2 separate regions of the Sus scrofa genome follow, and region 2 is linked to region 1. A link is a contact called in public Hi-C data. All regions are on one chromosome and are shown on one strand. Each heading gives the region's core, a stretch centred on a gene start, on an enhancer-like site or on the middle of the called end of the contact. The rest is flanking DNA. Distances are from core to core; before and after follow the strand shown. Region 1 holds the start of C6H18orf21 (UPF0711 protein C18orf21 homolog). Region 2 holds the start of ELP2 (elongator complex protein 2).

Region 1 (6,789 bases), core at 3,358-5,857:
AAACAGTATGGACATGTTCCTTCAAAAGTGCTTTTATCATCTAAAATTATACAAATGAAATTCATGATTCAGCAAATCAGAATATTCTGTTACCTCAGTCAATGTTATAAATGCAAACAAGTACATTATTTAACATGAGAAAATGTACATTTTCCTTAAGCTAACTCAAAAATGAGTTTATAAAGATGAATGGGCAATAATTCATTTTACAAAACATAATTCTGTTCATTCACTCCTTTGAGCAACAGATAGGTAAGTCCTCACTCATTGCTACATGTTTTATTACTTGCTACCAAGTTAAAAAAAGGCAGTATGTCTTGGAGTTTCCGTCATGGCTCAGCCATAACAAACCCGAGTAGTATGCCAGTTTGATCCCTGGTCTTGCTTGGTGGGTTAATAATCTGGCGTTGCCAAACACTGTGGTATAGGTTGAAGATGCAGCTTGGATCTGGCATTGCTGTGGCTGTGGTGTAGGCTGGCAGCTATAGCTCTGATTTGACCCCTAGCCTGGGAACTTCCATATGCCTTGAGTGAGGCCCTAAAAAAATTAAAAAAAAAAAAAAAAGGTGGTATCTTACCAACTATACAGACACATTTATCACAAAAATAACAAAATATACTTTCACTTTTCTTTTTTAAACAATTAGCACAAGAGTTCCTGTCGTGGCTCAGCAGAAACAAATCTGACTAGCATCCATGAGGATGCAGTTTCCATCCCTGGCCTCGCTTGGTGGGTTAAGGATCTGGCGAAGCTGTGAGCTGTGGTGTAGGTCGTAGACAGGGCTTGGATCTGGTGTTGCTGTGGCTGTGGTGTAGGCCAGCAGCTACAGCTCTGAGTAGACACCTACCCTGGGAACCTCCATATGCCACGGATGCGGCCCTAAAAAGGCAAAAAAAAAAAAAAAAAAAAATGCAATTAGCACAGTTTCATGGTTCATGAGCTGGGCTTTGTCTGCAGGTATTTCTCTCAGTACAAGGTAACAGGACAAGAGACTTGCCCCAAATCCTTCATGCAATCAAGAAAGCATTCACTGACCATCTACCATGCTAGACTGTGGAGACATAAATTTGGAAGTAAAGGAGTCGCTATCTTTATAGAAATTTTGTTTCTAGGGAGCCCTAAGCAAATGGAGACTGTAAGAACTGTAATAAAGTATGACTAAAATATCCTGGAAATTATTAAACTCTGCATGGACTTGCCAGAAATACTTCAAAGAGGCTTAACAACAAAAGTCCAGATAGGGAGTTCCCTGGTGGCACAGTGGGTGAAGGATCAGGTGGTGTCACTGCTATGGTGCTTCAATCCTTGGTCTGGGAACTTCTGCATGCCACAGCGGGGCCAGGAAAAAAAAAAGTCATAAAAGGGCTTTCAGGGGAGTTCCTGCTGTGGTGCATGGGTTCAGAATCCAACTGCAGTGGCTCTGGTCTCTGTGGAGCCATGGGTTCAGTCCCTAGCCTGGCACAGTGGTTTAAAGGATCCCAGTGGTATAGGTCACCACTGAAGCCCGAATTCAGTCCCTGGCCCAGGAACTTCCATATGCTATGGATGTGGCCATAAAATTTTTAATTTAAAATTTTGTTAAAAAAAAGGGCTTGGAGTTTCTGTTGTGGCTCAGTGGTAATGAACCTGACTAGTACCAAGAAGATTCAGTCGATCTCTGGCCTCACTTAGTGGGTTAAGGATCCTGAGGTGCTGTGGCTGTGGTGTAGGCTGGCAGTTACAGCTCCTATTTGACCCCCAGCCTGGGAATCTCCATATGCCTTGGGTGAGGCCCTAAAAAAGCAAAAAAAAAAAAATCTAAATAATACAGAAATAAGGGCATTCAGGTACAAGTGCAGAGAAAAAGGAAGCCTCATTATTTAGGGAAAGGTGAGGTGTAAAGGTGACCCAGCTGAAGAGGAAGGTGGGCACACTATCTGTTAGTAAATATTTACTGGTGAGCACCATGCTAAATGCCAGGGATACAACAGCGCTACAATAAGTTAAGGACCATGCTTGTAACTTAGCACTGCCAAAAGTAAAATTCACTTATATTTATTGACTGTTAAGTGCGAGGCACTGATTTGGGTTTGGGAGACACTGAACAGTGAGTGAACAAAGGACAATTCATGGAGAGAGACAATAAATACAAAAACACCAAATGTTAAGTGCTGAGAAAAAAGACAGGAAAGGGAATGCAGACTGGCAACGGATTTGATATAGTCTTAAATCAGGGTATCAGGGAAGGCCTCCTGGGGTGGTATTTTCTTTATTTTTTTCGTCTTTTTAGGGCCCCGCCCTGGGCACATGGAGGTTCCCAGGCTAGTGGTCGATTCAGAGTTACAGCTGCCGGCCTACACTACAGCCACAAGAACTTGGGATCTGAGCTGCGACTGTGGCCTACACCACAGCTCACAGCAACGCTAGATCGTCAACCCACTGAGTGGGGCCAGGGATCAAATCTTTGTCCTTATGGATACTAGTCGGGTTCCTTAACCACTGAGCCATAACAGGAACTCCCTACGATGATATTTTCAAGAGATCAGAAGGAAGTGAGGGAGGCATCCAAGCAGATATGTGAGGTAAGAGTTCCAGGTAGAAGGAAAAGCCACTGCAAAGGCCCTGAAATGGCATAGGGGCGATAGTGGTTGGAGTTTAGTGAACGAAAGGGAGAGCAGGTCTGAGAATTAATGTGAACCTATGACATAGGTCCCTGTGGTCCTTTCAAAAGATTTTCACTTTTACTCCGAGAATGGGCAGTCATTTCATTTCAGAGTTTGCAGTGGAGAAGTGACATGATCTAGACTAGGTTTTTATTAGGTTGACTCTGGCTGCTGGACTGGGAATGGACGGTAGAAACACATGGGAGCTGTTGGCAATAATCAGGAGACTGATGGCTTAGACCAGGGCGGATGTGGAGAGAAGTGGATGGATGTGGAGAGAAAGGCTAGATAAAGGGTGTATTTTTGTTGTTGTTGTTGTTTTTAGGGCCACACCTATACCATATGGAAGTTCTGAGGCTAAGGGTCGAATCAGAGCTACAGCTGTCAGCCTATGCCACAGCCACAGCAATTCAGGATCTGAGCCGCGTCTGCGACCTACACCACAGCTCATGGCAACACCAGATCCTTAACCCACTGAAGGAAGCCAGGGATCAAACCCGAATCCTCATGGATTCTAGTTGGAGTCGTTAACCACTGAGCCATGAAGGAAACTCATGATATTGGGTGTATTTAAAGCCAATGGTAAAGCTCAAGTTTTAGCTTAATGTGAGATTCAAAAAAAGTTGTCAAGAAGGCATCTGGGACATTCCCGTTGTGGCTCAGCAGGTTAAGAGCCCAACATGGTATCCATGAGGACGTAGGTTTGATTCCTGGCCTCACTCAATGGGTTAAGGATCCAGTATTGAGTGTAGGCTGCAGATGGGGCTTGGATTTGGTGGATTTGGTGTTGCCATGGCTGTGGCTTGCGGGGACAGCTGCATCTCCAATTCTACCCCTGGCCCCTCAGAAGTTCCATATGCCTCAGGTGCTGTAGTAAAAAAGGGGGAAGAAAAAAAGGCATCTGGATGAGTCTAGGATTCCACAGAGTGGTCTAGATTGGGGATATGAATTTGGAAGACCTCAGTATTCAGAGTTTAAAAGCCATGAGACTGGATGAAATATTGTCACCAAGGAATTGAGTGTAGCTAGAAAAGATGCCCAAAGGTTGAGTCCTTGGGAACTCCAACATTTGTAAGTTGGGGAAATCAGCAGGAAGGAGAGGTATTGGCTAAAGAAGTAGGAGGTGAACTTTGTAATGACCTGGAAGCCAAGTGAGGAAACTATTTCAAGTAGACTGATCAAAGCGTCAAGTGCTGCTAACAGGTCAGGAAAACTAAGGCACGTTAAGCAATTTGGATTTTTTTTTTTTTTTTTTTTTTTTTTGCGAAACTGAGACGCCTGGCCGAGGCGGGATAGGAGGTTGTGATGGCAGAGAATGGATCAGATTTTTTTTGGACCATTCTGAGCGCTGTGCAGAATGGAGGGGAGCGAGGCGACGCAAGCCTGACCCATAACGAACGGGCGTCCTCCCTACCGTGTGACGAACTGTAGGCCCAGCTGCAAAAGAGAAAGAGACTCATAAGGGACTAGTTCACACCCTCTCGCCTCCCGCTTCCCCGTCCTCTTTCCCTCTCTTACAGGAGATAGCGGGCCTGGCCCGGGCAGCTATCTTGTAGTTTCCATGCCGCAGCCTCAAGGTAGTGCTTCTGCCTCATCGTCACCGCCAATTCCACATCTCTGATACGCAGGGACGCAAAGAGACTCCGAAAGCCGGCTGGAAACTTTGACGTCAGGATCCGAGCTCCCTCTGGAAACAGGCGCCCTCAGCTGAAGGGTTCCGGTTCCTTTGCGTCCGGTCCCCTGCGCTGGCCCGCCCTCCCTGCGCCGGGCCCGCCTCCAGGTCCCTAGCGGTCCTCGCTGGCCAGGCGCGGATCGCTTAGTACAAGAGGCTGTGCGGAGCAGCTTGATTGGGCCGGGGTGGCTAGGTTGAAAGCCGAGTCTGACGCCTGCTTCTGGTCTTTATCTGATTGATAGCCTCCTCTCATACCGGTGGTCATTTCCTCAACCGCCATCGCCCCCTAGATTTTCAAGCCCGGGCACTGACTTGCACCCGGGTAGGCGGAAGCGAGGCCCGCAAGGGGGCAGCTGCGAGAAGCGCGGTTTCTGGTCTCCAGTCCAGCCTGCTCTGGGCAGGTGCACTAGCGAGCTTATTTTATTTTATTTTTTCCTGCTTTTTTTTCTTTTTTTTTTCTTTTTGCCATTTCTTGGGCCGCTCCCGCGGCATATGGAGGTTCCCAGGCTAGGGGTCGAATCGGAGCTGTAGCCACCGGCCTACGCCAGAGCCACAGCAACGCAGAATCCGAGCCGCGTCTGCCACCTACACCACAGCTCGCCGCAACGCCGGATCGTTAACCCACTGAGCAAGGGCAGGGATCGAACCTGCAACCTCATGGTTCCCAGTCAGATTCGTTAACCACTGCGCCACCACGGGAACTCCCCCATCCTACTTCTGTGAGGTGATCAGCATTAACAGTTGGGTGTCTCCTCCTTCTATGTCCTTACACACATAAGCACATGTACAAATGTATAAATATCCTCAGTTTCCACATACACACAACAACAACAACAACAAAAGATACCGGGAGTTCCCATTTTAGCACAGTGGAAACAAATCAGTGGGTTAAGGATCCTGCATTACCATGAGCTGTGGTGTAAGTCTCAGACATGGCCTGGATCTCATGTTGCTGTGGCTCTGGGATAGGCTGGCAGCTGTAGCTTCGATTTGACCCCTAGCCTGGGAACTTCCATATGCCTCCGGTGTGGCCCTAAAAAGCAAAAGACAAATAAACAAACACCCCCCCAAGATACACACAAAAAAAGAAAACCAAAAATAGAATGGTTTACTACTCTTACATTTTTCCTTAACAATAGGTCACAGACATCTCTCCAGGTCAGTTTATGTAGTTTTCAATAAGCTTTTAAAGAGCTGACAATATTACAAAATGTAATGAGCTGTAATTTATTTAACCACTTCCTGTTGATGAACATTTAATTTTTTTTCAGTGATTTGCTAGTTCAAATAGTGAAGCAGCAAAACTCACGAATGCTTTTTATTTCTTTTCTCTAAATTCCTAAAAGATAAATTACTGAGGGAAACAATATCCACATTTTAATTTGCTGGATCATCCAAAAAAGATTGTAGCAATTCACATTCCCAGTATCAATGTCTGAAAAAGCTGATTCGAATTGGATCCGTGAAAATGTAAAGATCATTAGTTCACTTATCAGTGGAATCAAGCCTCTATTTATTTCTTATGGCTTGCATTTTCTTTTGTGAAATGAAATCTTCATTAAATTGTTTATCAATTTCTAGGAGATCTTTGTATTTTAGAGGAAATTCATCCTCTTCTTGTCATTTATAAAGCAATGTTTCCTTACTTTATCTCTCTCTTTTTTTTTTTTTTTTTTTTTTGCTTTTTTAGGGCTGCACCCGAGGCATATGGAGGCATATGGAATCGGAGCTACAGCTGCCAGCCTACACCACAGCCACAGCAATGCAGGACCTGAGCTTCACCTGAGACCTACACCACAGCTCACAGCAACACCAGATCCTTAACCCACTGAGCTAGGCCAGGGATCAAACCCATATCCTCAGCCTTCATCCTTGACTTCCCCCACCAGCCTGCCCTGCGCCCAGTCTTACTCCTTCTCAGCCTCACCGAGGCCCACTGCTGCTTCCTCTTCCCACCCCATGTAGCCACGCCGTCCACAGGGTCTGCCGTCAACCCCTCAGGAGCAAATCATGTCTCTGCCCACTTCTCCTGACGCCCTGGAGATCCTCTCTTCTTTTGCATACACCCCTACGTTGGTCCTCTACGTTCATTTCCTACCTCCTCTCTCCCTATCCATCCTTCACAGGGCAGACAAAGTAGTCTTCTTAAAATGTAAATCATTTGGGGGGACATGGAGCATCCCTGCTCCGAATTCTCTTCAAGCTCCTCCTTGCACTTGGCACACAAGCTCCTAGCAGTGCTCTCCAGGGCCCCATGTGGTGGTCACTGCCCCACCTTGAACCTCACCTTGTCTCACCCTCCTACACTCATACTGCTCCTCACATTAATCTTCTTTCTCTCTCTCATTCAACATGTCCTGCTCAGACCTGCCCCAGGGCCTTGGCTTTGAAAGAGGATCCTTCCCATGGGGGCTTTCCTTCTCATTCAATCTTGGCTCTCAAAGAAGCCTTCTTAAACCACCCCAATAAAGAAC
Region 2 (7,371 bases), core at 199-2,698, 150 kb before region 1:
TAAAGCAGTACAATAAGAAATATCTAGAGCTATCTACTGCAATGTTTTAATTTCCAGCACTTAACTTTCTATCCTGAGGCTCTTTTGGAGAAACAACCCCACTACAACATCCAAAACTAACCAGTGGGAATGGGGTCATAATAAACTCTGGGAAGAATGCAGAAACTAGTTACTTGAGAAATTTGGTAGGGAAAACGGGAAGAAAATAATCAATTGGGTGCCTTTCAGGGAATGAAGTCCTGCCTTCAGCTTAACTAGTGCTTAGGATACCCATTCCCTGTGACCTTATCCCAATGCATTTTCTTTAAAACTAAAATGTAAATAGTATTTCTTTGAAATTCAAGACAAGTTTGTTAAATAACACTAATGGAAATGTAGAAATGAGATAGCATCTGTATGATGGTCTTAATCCACACCTAAACTGCAAATGTTTTAAAACCCAAGCTGATTCTCTGAACTATAGTTCCCACAAAAGTCTTCAGAAAAGGCTGTCATCATTTGAGACTCTACCAGGGGCTAACAGGCCACTGCTGAGACATGGTTACCCCAGGTTTACGCAGCGCTCAAGACAGCGAAGGACGAGTGTGGCGCGCCAGAGCGAGACTCCTTGCTTAGACACCCTCCTCGAAGCAGACCCAACCGCACACCCGCTCTGTAGGTTCTGGGACAGGGTCTACAGTCCACCCTGAGAGCATCCAGCAGATTCGGCCCCAGAAACACACGGGGATCGGGCAAGTGGCCACTTCTCTTACCTGAGGGTCATAGAGCACTACGGAACAGGACGTGCCAAAGGCAAGAAGTCCTCCGGGCCCGGAGCTCCAGCTGAGAGCTCCCCGCACCCGATTCGGGCAGCAAAACACGTGAGAGGTCTCCAGTACGGGTGCCACCATGTTGCTGGCTGGTCAGCGGCCGAAACCTGGGCGCACACTTCCGCCCTCGGAGCGGAACTGCTCGCCAGCCGCCCCTCCCCCCGGCGTTATCCGCACCGCGTTTCCGAGGAGCCCGGGGGCGGGGCAGAGGCGGGCCCGCCCCTCAGGGCCCGCCCCCCTTCCTGGCCGAAGTGGTCCTCAGTGCCCATCCATCTTTACCAGCGCCCCTGGATCTTGGCTCGGGGCACAGGCACGACCTCCTTCCCAGCAGTGAAGACCCTACCGGAACAATTCAAGACCCTCCAGAAAGACCTAGGGCTCGTGTGCCGGAACGACGGCAGGAACGTCCCGCTGCACCTCACGGCTTGGTTCCTAGCAGCAGACGGGGCTGGCCCGGGTCGGGGCCTTGGAGAGCGAGTTTCGGGCCTCAGGGAGACAGGGGCGCGGAGGGGCTCAAGGAAAGGGCTTCCAGCTGATCTTGGAGCTAAGAGCCCGCCAGAGCCGCGTCTCCGCCCTCTCCCGCCCCTGCGAGCCCCGCGGCGCCGGCGAACAGGCGGACGCGCGGATCCGCCTGCAGGGGACGGGGTCGAGCCGCACTGCGCATGCCCCGTAGTCATGGCTGGCGGAGGCGGTGGTTCCCGGCGGCGAGCTGCGCGCGGCGGTAATTAGTAATTGTCCTGCGGCTCGCGGGAGGAGAGGGCACGTGGGGCGAGGCTTCTCTGTGTCTGCCGTGCAGTACCCCAACCGAGGGGCCAGCCGGACAGATGAGACCGCCGCCTCCTCACGCCCTATAGACGTTTCTACGGAGAGAAGCACAAGCGAGTGCCGAGCTCTCCGGACCGCCGGCGGGAACTGAACTGGCGCGCGGGACCGAGCCGGAGGGCAGCGAGGCCGCGAGGAGGTGAGTCCCGCAGGTCCCTCAGGGCAGGCGGAAAAGGGGAACCCTGCGGAACGGCGAGGGCAGACTTCCCAGTTTGGGGTGCACAGATAGGCTGCGAGGTCCAACGGGGTAAGGAAACGGTTAGTCCTGTTTATCTAATTTTCTAAGAAGGTACTGTCGTGTTTAAAAATAAAAAGCCCTTAGAAGCAGTTTGGTGCCCTCTTTCGTGTTTTCTCCATTGGCGCTATTCTCCAGGCCCTTTCCTTCAGCTTTCTTTTCTCTAACACACGCGGACTTGCCGGGAAGGAGATCTGCCAGCGGGTCCAGTACCGCCCTGAGCATCCTCCCTGGAGAAAGGAACAGAGCTGTCCCCGAGCCATTCGTCTGTGTTGACCCCACCCATCCCGCTCCTTGCTTCTCTTCTGCGAATGATTTCTTAAAGGTTCTCTTCTGCCTATTAAAACTTCAGGCCCCACGGATTGTTCTTTCAGGAGTCTAACCCTGTGATGGTACATACTTCCATTTTCCACAGTATGATAAGCAGCTGTTGTGCAACATTGCTGACAGTGTTTGGAGCACTTCCACATACATCCGTCATGTGTTTCCTCAGTCACTCTATAAGAAAGGTATTACCAGCTTTTCCTGGTCCAAAGAAGAGCAGCTGAAAGTGGTAGAGCTGGGTTGCCCCTTGCCCTTGCTCTCTCACCCCTGAGTCCACCTCTTTCTCTGGAGGCTGGTAAGTTTGGTCACGATCACCATCCATCATTGGTGCTGGACATCGGCTGACTGTCCACAGAGATACTAGTCTATCCACTTATCTGGGCTATCTCTTCCTCTGTTTAACTCAATTCTGCTTTTCAAGGCACAACTGGATTCCTAATTCCTCTTTGCATCATAGGCTTTTGGTTCCAAACACTATTGTGTGGATGAGTGGTAGTCTATGAAAAGATTTTCACTGGTTTTAAGCAACAGAAGAGCGAGATAGTTTTTTAATGAAGTTTAAAAGAACTGTTATTGTGCAGGCATTCAAAAGAATGAGATCGCTTTATATGTACTGACATAAAAAGATGTTATTTGTTGAGTGGGGTAAAAAAACATCCCATTTGTGTGGTTAAGGCATGCATCTACCTGAGTGTGCATGAGGCATAAGCAAGAAACTGGAAAAATTTTGTACCTTTGAAGAGTGGGATTGGGGGAAAGAAGCCTCAAATTGTATTGTATATAGTGTAAGAAAAAAATTTTAAATGTGAGCTATTCTGAGATTGCCATTTTACTTTTTTGACATTAAAAGAGTGTTCTGTGAAATGATGGTAGTGGTGGAGGTAGTTGGGTTTTGTTTTGTTTTGTTTTGAATTGTTTTTCTAAACGCAGTAAGAAGTTGCCAGTATGGCTGGGGCCACATGAATCTCTCCAGACTCTGAATCATCATTGCTTTTACCGTTCTAATTACAGTTTTAGCACTTAGCTGCTTTCTGGTTGTTTCATGTGTTTTAGCAATTCAGGGTTCGAGCCTAGGACTCCACTTGTCTATATTTTTACATTAGCTAGCACTTCACTGGTCACATTAGATGATGCTCTATAATTTTGATTCTTTGATTGGACATCAGCTTTTAGCATGAGATTTCTTTATTGAAATTATTTTGAAAAGGGCTTTTTTTTCTTTGTCTTTTTCTGTCTTAGGAAAGTGCGATGGCGAGGAATTTATCTGTGATCTTAATCCTGACCTTCTCCCTGTCCTTCACAAATCCCCTTCATGAAGTAGGACCAGCCACTGCTTTCCCTCAGACCACTGAGAAAATTATTCCCAATTGGGAATCTGGCATTAATGTTGACATGGCAGTTACCACACAGCAACACCACCTTCAGCAGCTTTTCCGTCGCTATGGAGAAAATAATTCCTTGTCAGTTGAAGGGTTCAGAAAGTTGCTTCAGAATATAGGCATAGATAAGATTAAAAGAATCCATATACACCATGACCACGAGCATCACTCCGACCACGAGCATCACTCTGACCATGATCATCACTTTCACCGTAATCGCGCTCCCAGTAAAAACAATCGGAAAGCTCTTTGCCCAGACCATGACTCTGAGAGTTCAAATAAAGATCCTAGAAGCAGCCAGGGGAAGGGATCTCACAGATCAGAACATGCCAATGGTAGGAGGAATGCTTTAATCAAGGATGGTGTTGGTGCTGGTGAAGTGACCTCGACTGTGTATAATGCCGTCTCTGAAGGAACTCACTTTCTAGAGACAATAGAATCTCCAAAACATGGAAAACTCCCCAAAGATGTGAGCAGTTCCACTCCACCCAGTATCACAGAAAAGAGCCGGGTGAGCTGGCTGGCTAATAGGAAAACAAATGAATCTGTGAGTGAGCCCAGAAAAGGCTTTATGTATTCCAGAAGCACAAACGAGAATACTCAGGAGGTAAGATGAGTGTTGTTCGTTATTTTAATCAATACGCATGCTCGTCTGTCCTGTCATTGCCATTCCGTCTCAGTTGTACGTGGTTTCAAGTAAAAATAAAATAGTGGGAGTCCTAATTCTAGGAGTTCCTGACATGGCTCAGCAGAAACGAATCTGACTAGCATACATGAGGACATAGGTTTGATCCCTGGCCTCGCTCAGTGGGTTAAGGATCTGGCGTTGTTGTGGCTCTAGTGTAGGCCCGCAGCTACAGCTCCAATTAGACCCCTAGCCTGGGAACCTCCATATGCCACACGTGTGGTCCTTATTTAAAAGACAAAAAGTAGGAGTTCCTGTCGTGGCTCAGTGGTTAAAGAATCGGACTAGGAACTGTGAGGTTGTAGATTCGATCCCTGGCCTTTCTCAGTGGGTTAGGGATCTGGCGTTGCTGTGAGCTATGGTGTAGGTTGCAGACTTAGCTTGGATCCTGCTTTGCTGTGGCTCTGGAGTAGACCATCGGCTATACCTCCGATTGGATCCCTAGCCTGGGAAGCTCCATATGCCACGCATGTGGCCCTTAAAAGACTAAAAAAAAAAAAAGACAAAAAGTAAAATAAAATGGTGAGTTCATCAAAAAGGGAATTTCTTTCTACCTTCTCAGCAAGGCATTTAGCTCTAAGTATCCCTACTATGTTGTAAACATTTCTGATACAAAACCTAGGAAGTAGTTCTTTGGTAAGAATAATGCTGCCTGCTGAAACTATTTTCTAGTAAGTATAGAAAGCAGATATCAAAGTTACTTGGGGAGAAAAATCTTTAAACGTAAGTATTATTAATTAAAAAAAAACAGGAAATGGGAGGTCAAAAAAGCGGGAGTTAGAATTCAGATTTTAAGGAAAGATGTGATCGAAAGGGTTAGAGAATGCAAGAAGAGAAAGCAGCTTTACCTCCTTGACAAGAGGGATCACAGTGAGTTGTGGAGGGACTGAAATTGGAGCTTCTACCCATTGTATTGTGCTGGGCAAGGAAAAAGTTGGAGGTTCTGAGTTCATGTGTTTTTGTTTTTTTTTTTTGTAGACTAGACTTCCAGACTGTACACAGTTTACCTAGACTGGGAAATGTCAAAAACAAAGAATTAGTTGATATGCATTAATAGGCAAAACTTCAGTACTTCATTCAAACTATCACACGACTGTACTAATTCTAGGAAAATCCTACTAATGGTCATTCCCATAGGAACACTAGTGATAAAGTTTGTTGTGAGTACTATGGGCCAAGAATTGTGGGAGTTTAAAATAACTTTACAGAAGATGAGAAACAGGTGTTTCCGCCAATTTGGGGAGAGAAGGGGGAGCGTACATTACCCAGAGGAGATTCTCTTCAAACTAAGCTTGTCATCTAATTAAATTGTTGAAACATCTGCCTGCCAGTACAGGTTGCTTTTATTAATCAGCCTTGCCCTCTTCAAGAGTAATCTACATAATTTAACATTCTCTTGTTGTGGAGTGTTATTTTGCCAGGTATGTCGACGGAACTGAGCTAAGTTTTGCAAGTACAGTCATTGCTGGAAGAGTGACTTGTCTTGGGCTTGTTTAGGCCAGGTAGGGTAGCGTTAGTACTAAAACAACATATTTCTCAATCTCTAATGAACCCCATATCGACATTAAAGCTTATTTCCTTAATAGGTTTTACAGTGAATTAACAGGCTTCTGAATGTCCGTTTATCCTCAAGCTTTTCCCACTTGAGGCTTTCTCCTGAGGTGACTAGTGATGTGACCACGACCCCCAAGAAGAAATAGGCAGAAAAGATGGGAAAAAACACCCATGTAACACAGTATCTCCAGGTACCTGAGGCAAGTTCCAAGGTGCTCAAAACCAAAGTTGATTTTGATTCCCCTTAACTTAAAAAAATAAAGAAGCGGCTTCAGTAAGGAGAGGGTGTTGTGTCATCAAACAGCGTTTTTGGATTCTCTAGTGGGAATGCCTTTTGGTGACTTCACTGTTTGCTTTTCTTCAGTGTTTCAACGCGTCAAAGCTGCTTACATCTCATGGCATGGGCATCCAGGTTCCACTCAATGCCACCGAGTTCAACTATCTTTGCCCAGCCATCATCAATCAGATTGATACCAGATCATGCCTGATTCATACGACAAGTGACAAGAAAGCTGAAATCCCTCCAAAGACCTATTCTTTACAAATAGGTAAAATTGCCTGTATTTTGTAAAAAGTATTTCCAATATACACATTTATGTTGTCCTCTTCCTTATATTTACATCAACCTATTCGTTTTTCAGCATAATTCCAAATATATCATCTTAATTGTTCCTATCTCAAATATGAAGAAAGCAAGTGTGTGAGCCTTACCCTTACAAAACAAAAGAAAATCCAGAAAATAAAACTTAGATTGTAACTTGTCTGGGGTTCTCCCATAAGATGTGTCAAGGTTATTCAAAATTTGGGCTCTTTACAATTCTCTTGTGGTACATTGGGTTAAGGATCTGGCATTGTCACTATAAGTGCCTCAGGCACAGCCATAAAAAGGGGGGAGGCTCTTTATATTTTGTCATACTGTTTAGAGGAAGGTCAGAGTTAATCTCTGCTGTTTAGGAGCCGAATTCTGGTATGTTCTTATTAATAAATGAAACCAAGATTCGCTCTGCTTTAGTGTAGAGTTGCATTGCTCAAAAACTATAATGGAGATGTAATTGCTTAGTTCACTGAGGAAAGAATTTAATTTCCCAGTTTCCTTTGCCCTTTTTTTTTTTTTCTTTTTCATAATCTTTTTAGGGCCGTACCCTCTGCATATGGAAATTCCCAGGCTAGGGGTTGAAACGGAGCTGCACCTGCCACCGTACACCATAGCAATAGCAACACGGGAACCGAGCTGTGAGTCTGTGACAGATCACAGCAATTCCAGATCCTTAACCCACTGAGCGAGGCAAGGGATCAAACCCACATCCTTATGGATACTAGTCAGATTCTTAACCCACTGAGCCACCATGAGAACTCCTCTTTTGCCTTCTCTTCCTTCCTTCCTCCTTACATCCATTTATCCCTCCCTCCCTCATTCCTTCCTTCCTGTCTTTATTTCTTCCTTTCTCTTTTTCTTTCTTTCTTTCTTTTTTTCCCTACATTTTTCCTTTTATAATGTAGCTCTGAAAGCTTATTTCCTGAGTGAACTAGAGTTCATCCTTGACAACCACGTTTTCCCCTCCA

Evidence for each region. Hi-C and Micro-C count contacts between places; a contact is called where the count stands out from the background.
Region 2: a contact with region 1 is called in a Hi-C map of liver, with 4 times the contacts expected there. The contact joins the promoter of ELP2 here to the promoter of C6H18orf21 in region 1. A contact is called at or near these places in 1 of 5 promoter capture datasets (liver), 8 of 47 Hi-C or Micro-C datasets (alveolar macrophages, heart right ventricle, liver and 2 more) and 2 of 2 datasets of contacts at active chromatin or transcription factors (alveolar macrophages and skeletal muscle).

Annotation. Positions count from the first base shown.
Region 1 is chr6:119,733,206-119,739,994 of Sscrofa11.1, reverse strand. It overlaps C6H18orf21 (UPF0711 protein C18orf21 homolog), which reads right to left and starts at 4,607. Exons shown (of 5, transcript XM_003356410.3): 1 at 4,162-4,607; 2 at 4,058-4,080; 3 at 1-40. The coding sequence starts at 4,238.
Region 2 is chr6:119,879,486-119,886,856 of Sscrofa11.1, reverse strand. ELP2 (elongator complex protein 2) reads right to left here and starts at 1,448. Exons shown (of 22, transcript XM_003356413.4): 1 at 753-1,448. The coding sequence starts at 890. SLC39A6 (zinc transporter ZIP6) reads left to right here and starts at 1,021. Exons shown (of 10, transcript XM_021096271.1): 1 at 1,021-1,770; 2 at 3,430-4,176; 3 at 6,173-6,356. The coding sequence starts at 3,439.